Linked DNA regions of Mus musculus: regions 2 and 3 are each linked to region 1. A link is a contact called in public Hi-C data. All regions are on one chromosome and are shown on one strand. Each heading gives the region's core, a stretch centred on a gene start, on an enhancer-like site or on the middle of the called end of the contact. The rest is flanking DNA. Distances are from core to core; before and after follow the strand shown.

What was found. Hi-C and Micro-C count contacts between places; a contact is called where the count stands out from the background.
Region 2: a Hi-C map of muscle stem cells shows a contact between it and region 1, with 2.4 times the contacts expected there. The contact joins the promoter of Foxn2 here to the enhancer-like site in region 1. A contact is called at or near these places in 12 of 39 promoter capture datasets (the 3T3-L1 cell line, the C10 cell line, the HPC-7 cell line and 8 more), 13 of 484 Hi-C or Micro-C datasets (B cells, the C2C12 cell line, the G1E-ER4 cell line and 10 more), 14 of 115 datasets of contacts at active chromatin or transcription factors (the 230-238 cell line, the SCID.adh cell line, bone marrow-derived macrophages and 11 more) and 4 of 9 other capture datasets (adipose tissue, liver, macrophages and 1 more).
Region 3: a contact with region 1 is called in a Hi-C map of muscle stem cells, with 2.2 times the contacts expected there. The contact joins two enhancer-like sites. A contact is called at or near these places in 4 of 39 promoter capture datasets (the C10 cell line, embryonic stem cells, hippocampal neurons and 1 more), 3 of 484 Hi-C or Micro-C datasets (muscle stem cells and nephron progenitors) and 2 of 115 datasets of contacts at active chromatin or transcription factors (embryonic stem cells and fibro-adipogenic progenitors).

Annotation. Positions count from the first base shown.
Region 1 is chr17:88,017,141-88,021,772 of GRCm38.p6, reverse strand. All of the region lies in intron 1 of Fbxo11 (F-box protein 11), which reads left to right. Among named protein-coding and RNA genes, the nearest start is that of Msh6, 44 kb to the right of the region's middle. Within about 2 kb of position 2,247, at least 8 of the 459 cell types and tissues checked have an H3K27ac peak or open chromatin away from gene starts, as enhancers often do. A contact at or near this core is called in muscle stem cells, where this site is marked.
Region 2 is chr17:88,438,706-88,443,337 of GRCm38.p6, reverse strand. It overlaps Foxn2 (forkhead box N2), which reads right to left and starts at 2,634. Exons shown (of 6, transcript NM_180974.5): 1 at 2,454-2,634.
Region 3 is chr17:88,334,254-88,338,885 of GRCm38.p6, reverse strand. The region is part of intron 3 of Gm31615 (a long non-coding RNA gene); the gene reads left to right. Among named protein-coding and RNA genes, the nearest start is that of 1700116H05Rik, 29 kb to the right of the region's middle. Within about 2 kb of position 2,610, at least 79 of the 459 cell types and tissues checked have an H3K27ac peak or open chromatin away from gene starts, as enhancers often do. A contact at or near this core is called in muscle stem cells, where this site is marked.

The sequences.
Region 1 (4,632 bases), core at 998-3,497:
TACAATACTTACCTTTGGATTCTCTATCTTAAATGCCTCTGCTTTAGGTTAAAAAAAAATAAAGTTTAAAATAAATGTTGTCTTAATTTCAGTTTATTCGTGAGTACTTTTACTTTGGAAAAGGCTGAGGTGGTTCCCAACTGTGTTAGAAACAGTTGCCAAGTGGTGGGTTCTTTGCACTCTGATACTTGGAGCTCTTTCTAAACACACGGTTGTTACCGGCACAGATATGACGATTTCCAGTCTGATTTATGTCTCTAGTAAGTAATTTGGATAGATGCTCTTTATGTGTGTGGAGGGGATAACTACTGTAAATTTCCATAAACTATATTCTGTAAACCCGTGATATGGCAAGAGAGAGGGGGGGGGGGAGAGAAGCCTTTGAAATAGTTTCCCACCGTCCAAGCCCCGGAAACCTTGGGTAGGTGTGGACAGAATAGAGAGTGGAGTAAAAGGTGACTCAGGAAAATGCCATCAGCAACTTAGCAATGAGGGAAAATGTAGCAGAAAATGTATCTCATACACACACACACACACACACACACAAAGATATTTTAACCTTATGCTAAATAGATACCAGATTATTGTTACTTGTGTCCTAATACATTTTCATTGCTACTTAATTATAAAGTCTTTTAATATTTACTTTTAAATTTAGAAACCTGTTTCTTTCCTTTAGTCCCTCCTTATCCCAGTGGTTCCAATTTATTATGAAAATTGTAGTGTGTGTGTGTGTGTGTGTGTGTGTGTGTGTGTGTGTGTGTGTGTAGGTTACATAGCAAAGCCCTAATTGGCTTAGTCAGTTAGTATTTGGAAGCTACCATGGAAGATAGATCAGCTCCTTTTTTTTTTTTTTTTTTTTTTTGGTTTTTCGGGACAGGGTTTCTCTGTGTAGCCCTGGCTGTCCTGGAACTCACTTTGTAGACCAGGCTGGCCTCGAACTCAGAAATCCGCCTGCCTCTGCCTCCCAAGTGCTGGGATCAAAGGCGTGCGCCACCACTGCCCGGCTAGGTCAGTTCCTTTTATTTCTTTTTAGTTTATATCATTTTATTTCTCCAGTAAACTTCATAGTTCTCATTAGTTATGGGAATTAAGCAAGGCTTTCTAGAGAGGAATCAACATTTGCTGAGTCTTTAATAGGCCCTGAGCTGAAACAGTAAAACAAAGCTCTTGCCTTCAGGAGTTATAACTCTGTTAAAACATAACAACAGCAAAAGTAAAAACAGTTGAGGCAATTGTCTTAGTCACTGTTCTATTCTGTGAAGAAAACCAAGACCAAGACAGCTCTCAGGAAAAAAAAGTAATTGTGGTGGCTGACTATGGTTTCAGAGGCTTAACCCAATATTGTGGTGGAGAGCATGGTGGCAGCAAGTGTTGTGCTGGATCTATTTAAATGTCACAGTATATAAAATAAAGGTTTGCTGGGCAGTGGTGGTGCACCCCTTTAATCCCAGCACTTGGCAGGTGGATTTCTGAGTTCGAGGCCATACTGGGCTACGGAGTGAGTTCCAGGACAGCCAGGGCTACACAGAGAAACCCTGCCTTGAAAAAAAAAAAAAACAAAATAAGTAAGTAAGTAAATAAATAAATAAATAATAAAGGTTTATAGCCTAAATAAATGACCTAGAGACACAGTGGGGAATTTTTAGTATATTTAGTATATTTCTTTCAGAAGCCAATAGATAACCATACTACCTCCATTCACAAGAAAAGACAGACTATTTCAACTACACTGCGAAAAGCTTGCTTTTTAGAGATTTTTAAATTGGACTCTGAAATGTAGACTATAGGGTCTGGAGGTATACCTCAGTTGGTAGATATACAGCCTGGTTTTATGTCAACTTGATATACGCTAGAGTCATCAGAGAAGAAGCCTCAGTTGAGGAAATGCCTCCATAAGATTGGACTGTAGGATGTTTTCTTAATTACTGATCGATGGGGAAGGGCCCAGCCCGTGGTGGGTGGTGCCATCCCTGGGCTGGTGTCCTGTGTTCTATAAGAAAGCAGGCTGAGCAAACCAGGGGAGGCAAGCCAGTAAGCAGCACTCCATGGCCTCTGCATCAGCTCCTGCCTCCAGGTTCCTGTCCTGACTTTCTTCAGTGACAGACAGTGGAAGCCAAGTAAACCCTTTCCTCTCCAACTTGCTTTGGTCGTGGTGCTTCAAGGCACAATAGAAACCCTAGCTAAGACAGTGCATAGACTTCTTGCCTAATGCAGTATGCCTTGTTTCAGAGACAAAAGACTATCATGCTCATTCTAGACAGAAACATTTGTAAAAATTAACCATGTAACCACAAGTGGGATGACTCCACAAATAACCTATGTCACATGGGCTGACTAGTTTCTAACTACAGTGCAAAACAGTTTTCAAGGGTTTACTTGAAAATGATATAAAAAGAACAGTTTTTATGATGCATCCCAGAATAGTCTCAAACGCTTGTTCCTCCAGCTTAGCATAGCTTCTTGCATGCTAGGGTTAATAAGCATGCGCCCTGACACCTTGCTAAGAACAGTGTTTAAGTGAAATAACAGCTAAACTTTAAGCTAATTATGCTGTTGTGCCTCGGGCTTCTATTCTTTCTTGTGGAAATATAAAGTCTTGTGGTTTTTCTTTTAGTTATACTGGGGATGATTGCTATTCAGTGGCTAAGTCTATTCATTAAGCAATTGCAAAGCCGTGATTTGGCAGTTTTATTATTTTCCTCTGGAGTGTTTATCTGTAGGGAGCTGCTTTCTGTCCACTGTTAGATGATGGCTCCGTTGAAGTCAGGAAGAACATTTTTTTTCTTATTGTATGAACTTGAGTACTTTGCCTGAATGTATGTCTGTCTGTATAACATATGCTTGCCTGGTACCTGAAGAGGTCAGAAGATGTTAGGTCACTTGGAGCTGGAGTTGTGAGCCATCATGTGGAGGCTAGGAATTGACCCTGGTCCTCTGGAAGAGCAGGGTCTTAACCACTGAGCCATCTCTCCAGTGATCCCATCTTTTTGTTAGCCAATAAGACTGTAATGGTTCATATAAAGTTGGCCCAGGGAAAGGCACTATTAGGAGGTTGGAGTAGGTGTGGACTTGTTGGCAGTAGGTGTGTCACAGTGGCTGTGGGTCTTCAGACCCTAGTCCTAGCTGCCTGGAAGTTGTGTTCTCCTGTTTGCCTTTGGAACAACATGTAGAACTCCCAGCTCCTCCTGTGCCATGCATGCCTGCCTGGGCACTGCCATTCTCCCGCCTTGATGATAATGGACTGAACCTGTAAGCCAGCCCCAATTAAATGTTGTCTCTATAAGAGTTGCCTTGGTCATGGTGTCTGTTCACAGCAGTAAAACCCTAACTAAGACAAAGAGCCTCTTCAAATTGACTCTCTAAACTATGGGAAGTGTGTGTGTGTGTCCTAAACAAGTTCCATATATAGATACATGTATAGGGTTTTTATTTGTTTGATTGATTGATTGATTTGTCTGTTTTGCAGTTTGAGCCTTATACATAATAGGCACTCTTACTAAGCTATAATTCTCAGATTTGTTTACTAACCTGTATATTAGAAGTAGTTCTTCATCACACTATATAGAATTGCTTTATACTTTGTAACAGCCACAAAATAGTTCCTTTGTGTAGCTGGTTGACGGTTATTTTGGTGGTGGTCTGTAGTTGTAGAGCTACTGCAATGAATGTCTTGGTATGCATTACTGATTTTCCACATGTGTGAGCATGGGTGCAGGATCAGTTGTCAGAAATGGAACAGCTGAGTGACAACTTGACACATAGCCTTCCAAAGAGCAATGAACAGTCTGTCTCTCTCTTTCTTTCTCCTCTCCCTTTGTTTATTTGTTTTTGTTTTGTTTTTGTGTTTTTTTCCCCCTCTGGTTTTTCGAGACAGGGTTTTTCTGGGTAGCCCTAGATGTCCTGGAACTTGCTATGTAGACCAGGGTGGCCTGCACTCACAGAGATCCGCTGACACTGCCTCCCAAGTGTTGGGATTAAAGGCGTGTGCCACCACTACCTGGCATTTTTTCTCCTATTTGTGATGACTCTAGTGTGTAAAGAATCTTTTGGATCTTGGATAATGTGGTAGATAAAAATGACCACACTGTAGTTTTTATTTGCATTTCCTTAGTTTGGAACTGTCTTTCCACATCTTATATACAACTACAACTAGCCTATTGATCATATATTGATTTGTGGATACATTGCCCCTTTGTAATGTACTGCAGTCATTTTTTTCCCTAGCCATCTTTTTCTTTTGTCTGGTAGTGTTTATGTTTCAAGAATTTGTACTATCAAGATTTTCAAGATTTTTAAAATCCAAGCTACAGAGGCCCCCAGCTCTCTAAGAGCTGAGTTTCGTTTTTTTTCCCTAGTATGTGAGCGTATGTAACCTACAAACCGAAGTATCTCCTAAAGAGTCATGAGGTTAACACTAACTCATCCTGCCTTCTACTCTAGGTTTCCAGATTTCACGGATTTCACGTACTGGGGTGGAAGTGTTCTTTTTACAAGAGCCACAGGTTGCATTTAGCCTCACCCTAGCTCTTCAAACCCTATAGCAGAATGTTTGTGCTCTGACAGCTTTGTTTGATCTTCATAATTGATTCATGGTGTCGATCTTTGTTAGGAATTTCGTAGAAATTCTGT
Region 2 (4,632 bases), core at 1,385-3,884, 420 kb before region 1:
GCCAGGGCTCCACAGTGAGAGCTTGTCTCAAAACAAAAGAGCCAGGCAGTGGTGGCGCATGCCTTTAATCCCAGCACTTGGGAGGCAGAGCCAGGCGGATTTCTGAGTTCGAGGCCAGCCTGGTCTACAGAGTGAGTTCCCAGGAAAGCCAGGGATACACAGAGAAACCCTGTCTCACAAAACAAAACAAAGCAAAATAAAACACACACAAAAAAACAAAAACAACAAAAGGAAGCTGCAGAAGCAGGAGGGTCACGCCAACTTTGAAGCCAGCCTGGACCACAGAGTGAAAGCCTTCTCAAAACACACACACACACACACACACACACTTGCTGTTTGAGTATTACTTTTAAATTTCACTTTACTTTAAACTGTTTGCAGTGTTCCAGGCTTCCGGCTTTATGTAAATGTCTCTTCACTTCTCTTCAGTTCGTTTACTTTTCTTCCTCAACTATGAACTGTTCTCAGTGGTCAGTGCACACTCACTTTCCAGCCTATCTTCTTTCCTACAGAAAGCTTTACACCCTCTTCGATACCTTCATTAACTTCACTAGAACATTCAAAAGCCCAGTAAACGAAGTCCGAACCATTTCTCCAGAACTCTATAAATGTAAGGGGTTTCCTTCTTAATGGTTTAACAATAACGTAAAACTAAGTAATAACACAAACATGCCATAGAAACAAATTAAAATTGCCGATCAAAAAAATGACGCATGATCTAGACTGTAAAGACATTCTAAATCTTCACTCTCCAGTAGTTTATTTTTTTAACTTTAATCATTTTCTCTTTCACTTTTATATACTATAATTTCCACCTATGAATTCTGCTCAAATCTGACTACATACAAAACTAGTATTTATCCTTAAAAAGATAATTTCATTGCTAATCTGTGTAAAAAGAAACAAATGAGTTTTTTTCATAAGCCCGAAATAATGCCAGAATGTTATCATTTCAGATTCATTAGAATCGCTCGTTATTGGCTTTGAAATTAAAACGATTTTTCTAAAGAGTCGGGGAACTCTTTTTATAAAGACATTGCCCTGTCGCTCTTTGAAGATACCTAACACTGCTGAAATTTTAAGATGAATCATCAAAGTTGCAGCGAATGGCAAAAATGGCAATAGACACCTTACCAGAATTGCAAAGGAAAGCCATTCTACGATTCAGGTGAAACAACTAGATGTGATCGGTTCGGCTTTTTCCACTTCCTCTTATTAGAGCGCAGAAGCCAAGACTATACCATTACAAAGCCCCTGCTGCGAGAGAAGCCTCAAGCTCTCTGGCCGCTAGAGCACTCTATTGCACTCAGCCGGCCACGTGGCTGTCACAATCAGAAGACAGGAGAAAAGAGCACCAACTAACCTGGAAATAATTAACCGCTCACAGCGGAGTTGCAAGTAGGGGAAAAAAAAAAAAAGTCTGTCATTTCTCTGCACTTATGACTCCTCCCACCGCCACCCAAAAGGTGGAAAAAGGAAAGCTTTAAAGCAGAAACCAAGTGCAAGAAGATCTCGAGAGCGCGGCTTCCCAATGAAATTGCTACCCCCAACTCGCGTGAGGTGCGGCGGTGGGAACCCAGGCATTTTGCCGGAGGGCAGCCGGGGGCGGAGTTTGCAGTGCAAGACCGAGCACCGAGCACGTGGACTCCCTGCCCCTAACCTCCCCGGCTCGGCTTCGGGCTGCCGGGCACTGCACGCCGGCCGGCACCCAAGCTCAAGGCCGCGGACCACCGCGCACCCTCCCGGCCCGAGCGCCGGGCCGGAGGGCAGAAGTAACCTCGGCCCCGAAGGAGATGGCGAACAGGAAGTGCACATGTTGCAACGCCGAAACAGTCCAAGTCCCACCCCCACCCCACCCCACCCCACCCCCGGCCCGGGCCAGCCAGGCTTGGGGGCGCCTCCGGCCGCGAGAACCGGGCTGGGGTCGCCACCCCACATCGGGGCCCCGCGCCCGAAGTTTACGCGAGTCCTCCTGGGCACTACTTCTCCGGGCCCAGCCATCCCGCCCGGGCCGGGCCGGGCCCCGGACTGGGACTCCACGCCGCGCGCGTCCCGCTCGGATGGGAGCCGGAGCGGCGACGTGGCTGGCGCGGGCTCCCCGGGACTCTTAGAGCAGCAACTCCCGGGGTCGCAGGTTTCCGCCTGGGCGTCCTCTGCCCTCTGTGGCTCCGACTGCGCGACGCCCCCTCCGGTACGGTCATTACCTCGGGAGAAAACTCCTAACTCCTCACTCCCGGGGACCCGTGCTCGCCTCGGTTCCACACCCCCGGGGCAGCCCACGCTCTGCCGGAGCCGCGCGCCGGGTACACCCCCGCGCAGGGGCGCCAATTCTTCCCGGGACACAAAAATGTCCCGGCGCGTCACGGGACAGCCGCCTCCGCGCCCCCACGCCCAGCGCCGGCCGCACACGCTGCCTCCGCGCCGCGCCGCGCCGCGCGACCCCGGGGACTCACCGTCACTCAGCCGCCGCGAACCAGAGGCGAGGGCCGGGCCGGGCCAGACACAATATGGCAGAGCACCGCAGCTGCTCCCGTGGCTCCCAGCAGCCGCCTCCGGGACACCCAGGCGCGAGCAGGCAGTGGCAGCTGCGGTGGCGGCCGCCGCAGCACCACATCCCCCCCCCCCCCACCCCTCCCGCCTGCTCGCTTCCTCCCCTCCTCCCCGCCCCGCTGCCATGACAACGCGGCGCCAAGGCGCTTGGCCCCGCCCCTCCTTCCGTCCCGCCTCCCGCAGCCCGCCCTTGCCTCGTCCCGCCTCCTACCAGGGCGGCGGCCGCCCCTCCGAGCTGTCGTCCTGCAGGCGGGTGGGGGGGAAGGTGGCGTCCGGAAGGGTGGAGCGGGCTCGGAAGGCAAAGCGAGGGGACGCTGAGGTTTACGGAGCTGGGCGTGCAGGCGGGAAAATGAAAAGCCCTCGCCTGTCGCCCGGAAGGACCTATGGGAGGGCGACCGAGGCGCGGCGCGGCTGCTGAGTGGACGAGCTGGCGCGGGACGCGCGAGTGTCCGCCCGCGACGCGTGTGCTGGGGCTGCCGCGACGGCCCGAACAGCCCCTTGGCTTTGAAAGTGTGGGGACCGGGAAGCTTTCTTGAGAACAACGCTACCTTCTTCTGACTGAAGTGCCGTGGAAACTCTATGCAGAGCAGATTTTAGAGGGGAAATGGGGCTTTGGAATCAGATCCAAATTTTACTAAAGATTTTCTGAGACTCTGTCTCCCAAATTAAAAACCAGTAATAAAAGGCAACACAGCAACAACAAAAATGTACAGAGCTCTCACTAATTGCTGTGTACAGTAATAAGGACTTAATATGCATTGTACACGTATTGCCTACACTGTATTGCGGGTACAGTGCTGCTAGATAAAACGGGAGTGGCCAGTTAATTCTGAATTGCAGACAAATGTAGAATAATTTTTAATGTTAAGGACATTCCCTTCGGGGTATACTTTCTGGTTGCTTCATGTTTTAGTGAATCTGCCAACTCTACAATTTCAGGAATTCCCTTTACATAGAAGGAAACTGAAGCCTAGAAGTAGCCTATCAAACTGCCCTTGGCAGTGAAGGTTTATGTATCAGTACTGGGTAGGGTGAGGCTGGAGGAGTGCCAAGATTTAGAGGTCACCCTGGCCTTCATAAGAAGTTTCTGTCTCAGCTGCGCGGTGGTGGCGCGCGCCTTTCATCCCAGCACTCGGGAGGCAGAGGCAGGCGGATTTCTGAGTTCGAGGCCAGCCTGGTCTACAGAGTGAGTTCCAGGACAGCCAGGGCTACACAGAGAAACCCTGCCTCAGAAAAAAAAAAAAAAAAAAAAAAAAAAAGAAGTCTGTCTCAAAAGGAAAGCAGGGTATAGTGCCTCATTCCTGTAATCCTGGAACTTGGAAGGAGGACATAGGAGACTCAAATGTTTAAGGCCATCTACATAGGGAGAGAGAGAGAGAGAGGACTATTCCATTGAATTTCTAAAAGAAAACTATAGTTTGAGTTTACTGTTATCATTATGAACCTGGAAATTAAACCTTTCAATTTCTATACCCAGTTCTTTAAAAACCATGCTACTGATACCTGTTTCACACAGATATAAATGGATTAAGAGAAAGGGTCTCTAAAACGGAGACATTGCCCGTCTGCTTGCTCAACAAAGCTTCATTTGGTTCCTGATGAGGGGATGTTGACTATTCAATGTCTTTGCATATAAAATGACTGAAGCAGGCTATCTGCTCGCAGTAAAGTAGATGAGCTGTGAATATGGCAGAGATGCAGAGGAATTGTAGGCACCCCGATGTACAAGAACAAAGCCAGAAATATTTGATTCCCTCATTCCACAAACAACATTATTCGTATGATCCATGTAAGCTCGCCTACCAGTTCTATTTCATTTTGTTTTGTTTGTTTGTTTTCTTTTCAAAGTCCCGGAGAATCCCAGTTTTCTTCAGAGTACGAAATCTCAGGGCAAATGTAAGATGTGCTTCAGCGGAGGAGCAACATCTACTGCAAATCTCCTTACATAGCATCACTGTTGCCCCCCACTCATGTAGACAAATTAAAGAAGATACAGAAGAAAGAGCACGAGAAGGAAAGGAAGAGCAAGAAAAGTTGGCTTTTAAGAAACCAAGTTCAGCCAGGGGTGGTGCTCGCCTTGAA
Region 3 (4,632 bases), core at 1,361-3,860, 320 kb before region 1:
ATTTGAGGGCTGGAGAGATGGCTTAGTAGCACTGGCTGCTCTTCCAGAAGTTCTGAGTTCAATTTCCAGCACCCACATGGTGGCTCACAACCATCTGTGATGGGATCCTGTGCCCTCTTCTGGTGTGTCTGAGGACAGCGACAGTGTACTCATATACATTAAATAAATACATCTAAAAAAAAAAAAGATATAAAATTTGTGCCAGGCAGTGGTGGAGCACACCATTCATCCCAGCACTTGGGAGGCAGAAGCAGTCAGATATCTGTGAGTTCAAGGCCATCCTGGTCTACAGAATGAGTTACAAGATAGCCAAGGCTGTTACACAGAGAAACCCTGTCCAGAAAACAAAACAAAACAAAACAAAACAAAACAAAAGATATAGAATTTGTTTCTGTTTTTTTTTTAAAGCTATGTCCACACTGCAGTTTTCCAAACACTGTTAATTGATGATTTATTTCTCATAGACTTGGGTTCGACTGTGAACATTCTCTTCTGGAATACTATCTATGTGACTTTATGGAGCTGTGCCATACTATGTTAATTATAGTAAATTTAAAAAGTAGTCATGATGTAGGTCACCCCTGGGGACTGATTTTGAACAGGATAGCACCGTAGTCTGTTTCCACACTGAAGAGGGCTGAAGAGGGCTGTGGGAGGTAATGTAACAGGCACCTTCCCCTCAGCTCCACTGCCACGCCTTAAAGATCAGCAGGGTACTATTGCAAGAGGTCTGCAGGGTTGCAAACCCACATGTATGGCCTGAGTGAATTAAAGTGCACCATGTGAATATATTCCTGACATTAACTGAGTAGCTCTCCAGAGTTCATTAATTCCTACCCAAAAGCCAAAACCGAGTTAATATTTATTAATAGAAAACACTGAAGATCTGCAAAAAGAAGGGTCTGTTGTTTCCTCTATTTCGGATTCATGATTCAAGTCAGTATGGAAATCTATGACATTTTAAGAGTCAAGACTCATGCATGGTGATGTGATATTCAAGCTACATCCTGGAGAGGTCACGTGACAGCAGCGAGAGACATTTAGTTCCTCCTTCTCCCAGAGTCAATAATATTGACTTCCTCGACTCTGGGTTGAGTGGCTGTGTCAGAGGCTGAGACATACATTGATACAACTGTACAATTTCAAAAGCCTGGGGAGACCGCAAGTACAGCATGCCAGACCTGCATATATCATTGTATTTTGCTGTTAAACACATATTAACTCTATTTTAAGCTGGGGGAGGCACTGCCAGCTGTTAGTTCTGTTTCTTAGGTGTAAATTAATGTAGGAAGTAAACTTATACACTACAAGTTCTTTGCTCAGTATACCCACAAACACACACATTCATGCATGCATGCACACAGGCTAATCAGTTTACAGAACCCTTGCTGAAATATATTGTTGCAAAATACCTCAAAGTAAAGGTATCTATTACCTCTTAGTAAACAGATCAGACGCCTATACTATCAGCTCCTCTGAGTTAGCTGAGCTCCTCCTACTTGATGTTGCCAAGAACTGTGAGAAGCGCTAAGAACAAGGCAAGCCCAGAATCAAGATGTGTGCATATAAAGCACTCGTATTGGCCTCCTAAGAGTCATTCAAAAGTTTGGCTTTCAAAAACAAAATTATTTCAAACAGTTCTAGAAGCTAGAAGTCCAAAGTCAGAGTTAGTAGGGCCAAACACTCTCTGAGAGCTCCAGGGGATAGACCATCTTGGCTTCTCCTTTCTTTTTTTATTTCTTCTTTGTGGTGTTTGAGATAGTCTCCTATATCCTGGGCTAGTAGCCTCAATATGTAATCAAAGAAGACCTTGAACTTTCCATCCCGTCACCTCTATCTTTAGTGGTAGGAGGCCCTCCCGTAGTACTGCCTTGCTCCAGTTTGTGTCTCTACATAATTGTCTCCATGCTGTCAGTGTCTTTTCTTCACGGCAGTCACGGAACTTAGAAATCACCCAGTTCTATATACATCATCTTAACTCGAGTACATCTATAAAGCCCTCATTTGGGGGGAGATGTAATTTAACCCACAGTGTGTGTGTGTGTGTGTGTGTGTGTGTGTGTGTGTGTGTTTAATCAAAATATGACATAGAAAGAGAACTTGTGTTAATGAGAACCTAGTTAACTGGTCAAGTTCATTTTGAAACATGTTTTTTAAATACTTGCCTAATTCATTGTTGCTTCATTCAATCAAGGAGTGATGGAAACTATGGGGGTTGGAGGGTTGGGGGTCATCAAGGTGACAGAGCCTGCCAGGCCCAGGCCACCACCCTGTGGACAGATGGTACATTTCCTTCACAAAGATGTGGGTTGTCAGGAGTGGGAGAAGGCTGGGGACAGAGAACAGAGAAAGTTCCTTGGAAGGGGAGCTGGGATATGTCAACAAAGCACTCCACTTTCTTCAGTTTCCAGGAGAGCATGTCCTGGTTGGGGCACAACAGCCCGATTTTGGAGGAGATATCAGTCAGCCTGGTGAGCTTTTCCCCTTGAAAGAGGTGGCAGGGACTGAGACAGGCCTTCCCTTGCTGCCTTGTCACATGGTGACTGCAAGAAAAACAAGCTACTTGGCTTCTCTTCCCTCTCTGTCCTCAGCCAACCTCCCCTGACGTGGGATCTGATTCAGGCCAGGAACATGATTCTCAAAACATATTTCTATGCCTTTGGTTTCCTACCAGGCAGTATCTTTTCCAGAGCCAATATTTTTCTACAGATGGCTAAGTGGCTGCTTCGGATTCTGTTTGATTATATCTATTGACACCATTTTTTTAAATGTAGTAACAGATTCAGAATCAAGAGCTCCAGGGGGAATGCACACTTTCCTCTGGCTGACATAAAGAGCTGTAACAGAAGTTCTAGCTGGCAGTAGATTTAAATCTGTGTAGTCTCTGTTTAAGAGCTAGCCAGTCCTCAGCTAAGTAGTCCGGTCACTCTCCTGGCCTCAGCCACATGAAGTTACTTCTTCATCATGCTCTCCTCCTGTGGACCCAGTGTCCCTTCTTCTTGTCTTTCACCTGGGATATAAAAATCTAGACTCAGAAGAGCATATGTCAATCTCCCCTGTGCAGCCGTATCTGCAGCGTATGAACAATACAAAGAAGCTCACGGGAGTGTCCGAAAGCCCAGCCATCGAGGCCCCCCCAAATTCATGATCTGTTTCCACCCAGAAGCTTTGTCTAAGACCTTGTATATACAAGTATGTGAAAGCAGATATAAAAGCAAACAACCAAACAGTTACTGACAAACCACAAACAAATCTATTTACTTTCAAACAATTATTTGGTACACATGATTTTACCATTTATTAAAACTGACACAAATGTGCTTATTTTTGTATAAAGAATTAGAGCTTGAGACCAAGCCAGCTTATTCAGCAGGCGAGGACTTCTTGCCAACCTGGGTGACCTGACTTTGATCCCGGGAGAGAACTGACTCTTGCAGGTTAATGTCCTCTGCTGAGCACATGCACACCACGACACACATGCACACAAGATGAACAAATGAAAAAAACGTAATGTTTTCGAAAAGTTAGATCTCAGCTGAAGAAAGATTTTGTTTTCCATAGTGAAATCATCATGTTTCCCTAAGAGCAACAGAGTTTGTGTGAACAGTAAAAATACTGCAATTTGGGGCTGCAGAGAGATCAGTGCTGCTCTTGCAGAGAACTGGGTTCGGTTTCCAGCACCCATATCAGGTGGTTCACAACTATCTGTAATCCCAACTCCAGGATATCCAACACCTGCTTCTGGCCTCTAAGGGCACCCACATGACGATATGCATACATACATACATACATACATACATACATACATACATACATAAAAGTAAAATAAACCTTTTTAAAAACACTGCAGTTCATGACATGTGGTAGTTTTGACTCCGAGTGAGGTGTTTTGGGAAGCCCAGATGTTCTTGAGGTGACAGCAATGGGCAGTTCACAGCGTGCATACTGTGTGCATGTGCACTGAATGCGTATTGTGCGTTTAGAACCAAGGCTGCAGTGAACTCAAGGACACAGCATGGGCGAGCACTGCCAGAGACACCTCAGGCTCAGCATGTATTTGAATCCAGTTTTGCTCGCTGAACATTTGAGAATCTGTCACCAAATTTCCGCAGCCCCTACATTTAGTTATTAGACCCTCAACAATGATGTGAACCACAGCTTCAAGAACTGGACAGAGGAGTGGGGAGCCAAGGCCATGTTTGTGGGGGTTCTTCTGAAGCCTCGGGTAGAAGGAAGTGCTCCCAGGCCCATGAAGCAGAAGGAAGTGCTCCCAGGCCTGTGGGGCAGTATGAGCCTACATTTGGATATGAGCTTATTATGAATTATCTGTGTGACCAGAGACACAATACCTAATCCTGGTGCTTGTAACTTCCCATTGAATCAAGGTATGTATTGGAAAGTTTACCAGGTTATTTTAAGAATATCACAGTGCTTGGTATATGGAACATACTAAAAATGACAAGCACAGTCACTTGCTAATAGAGAGCAATGAGGATTCTGTAGCCTTCAGAGAGAGAGCCTCTCCCTTTTTGCCCAACCAGCTAGCACTGGTAGGTTGTTTCTTAATAGCAAACATGAAGTCATGATATGGTTCTGAAGGCGCTGAGGACTTCCAGCCCCTCAACTAGCTGG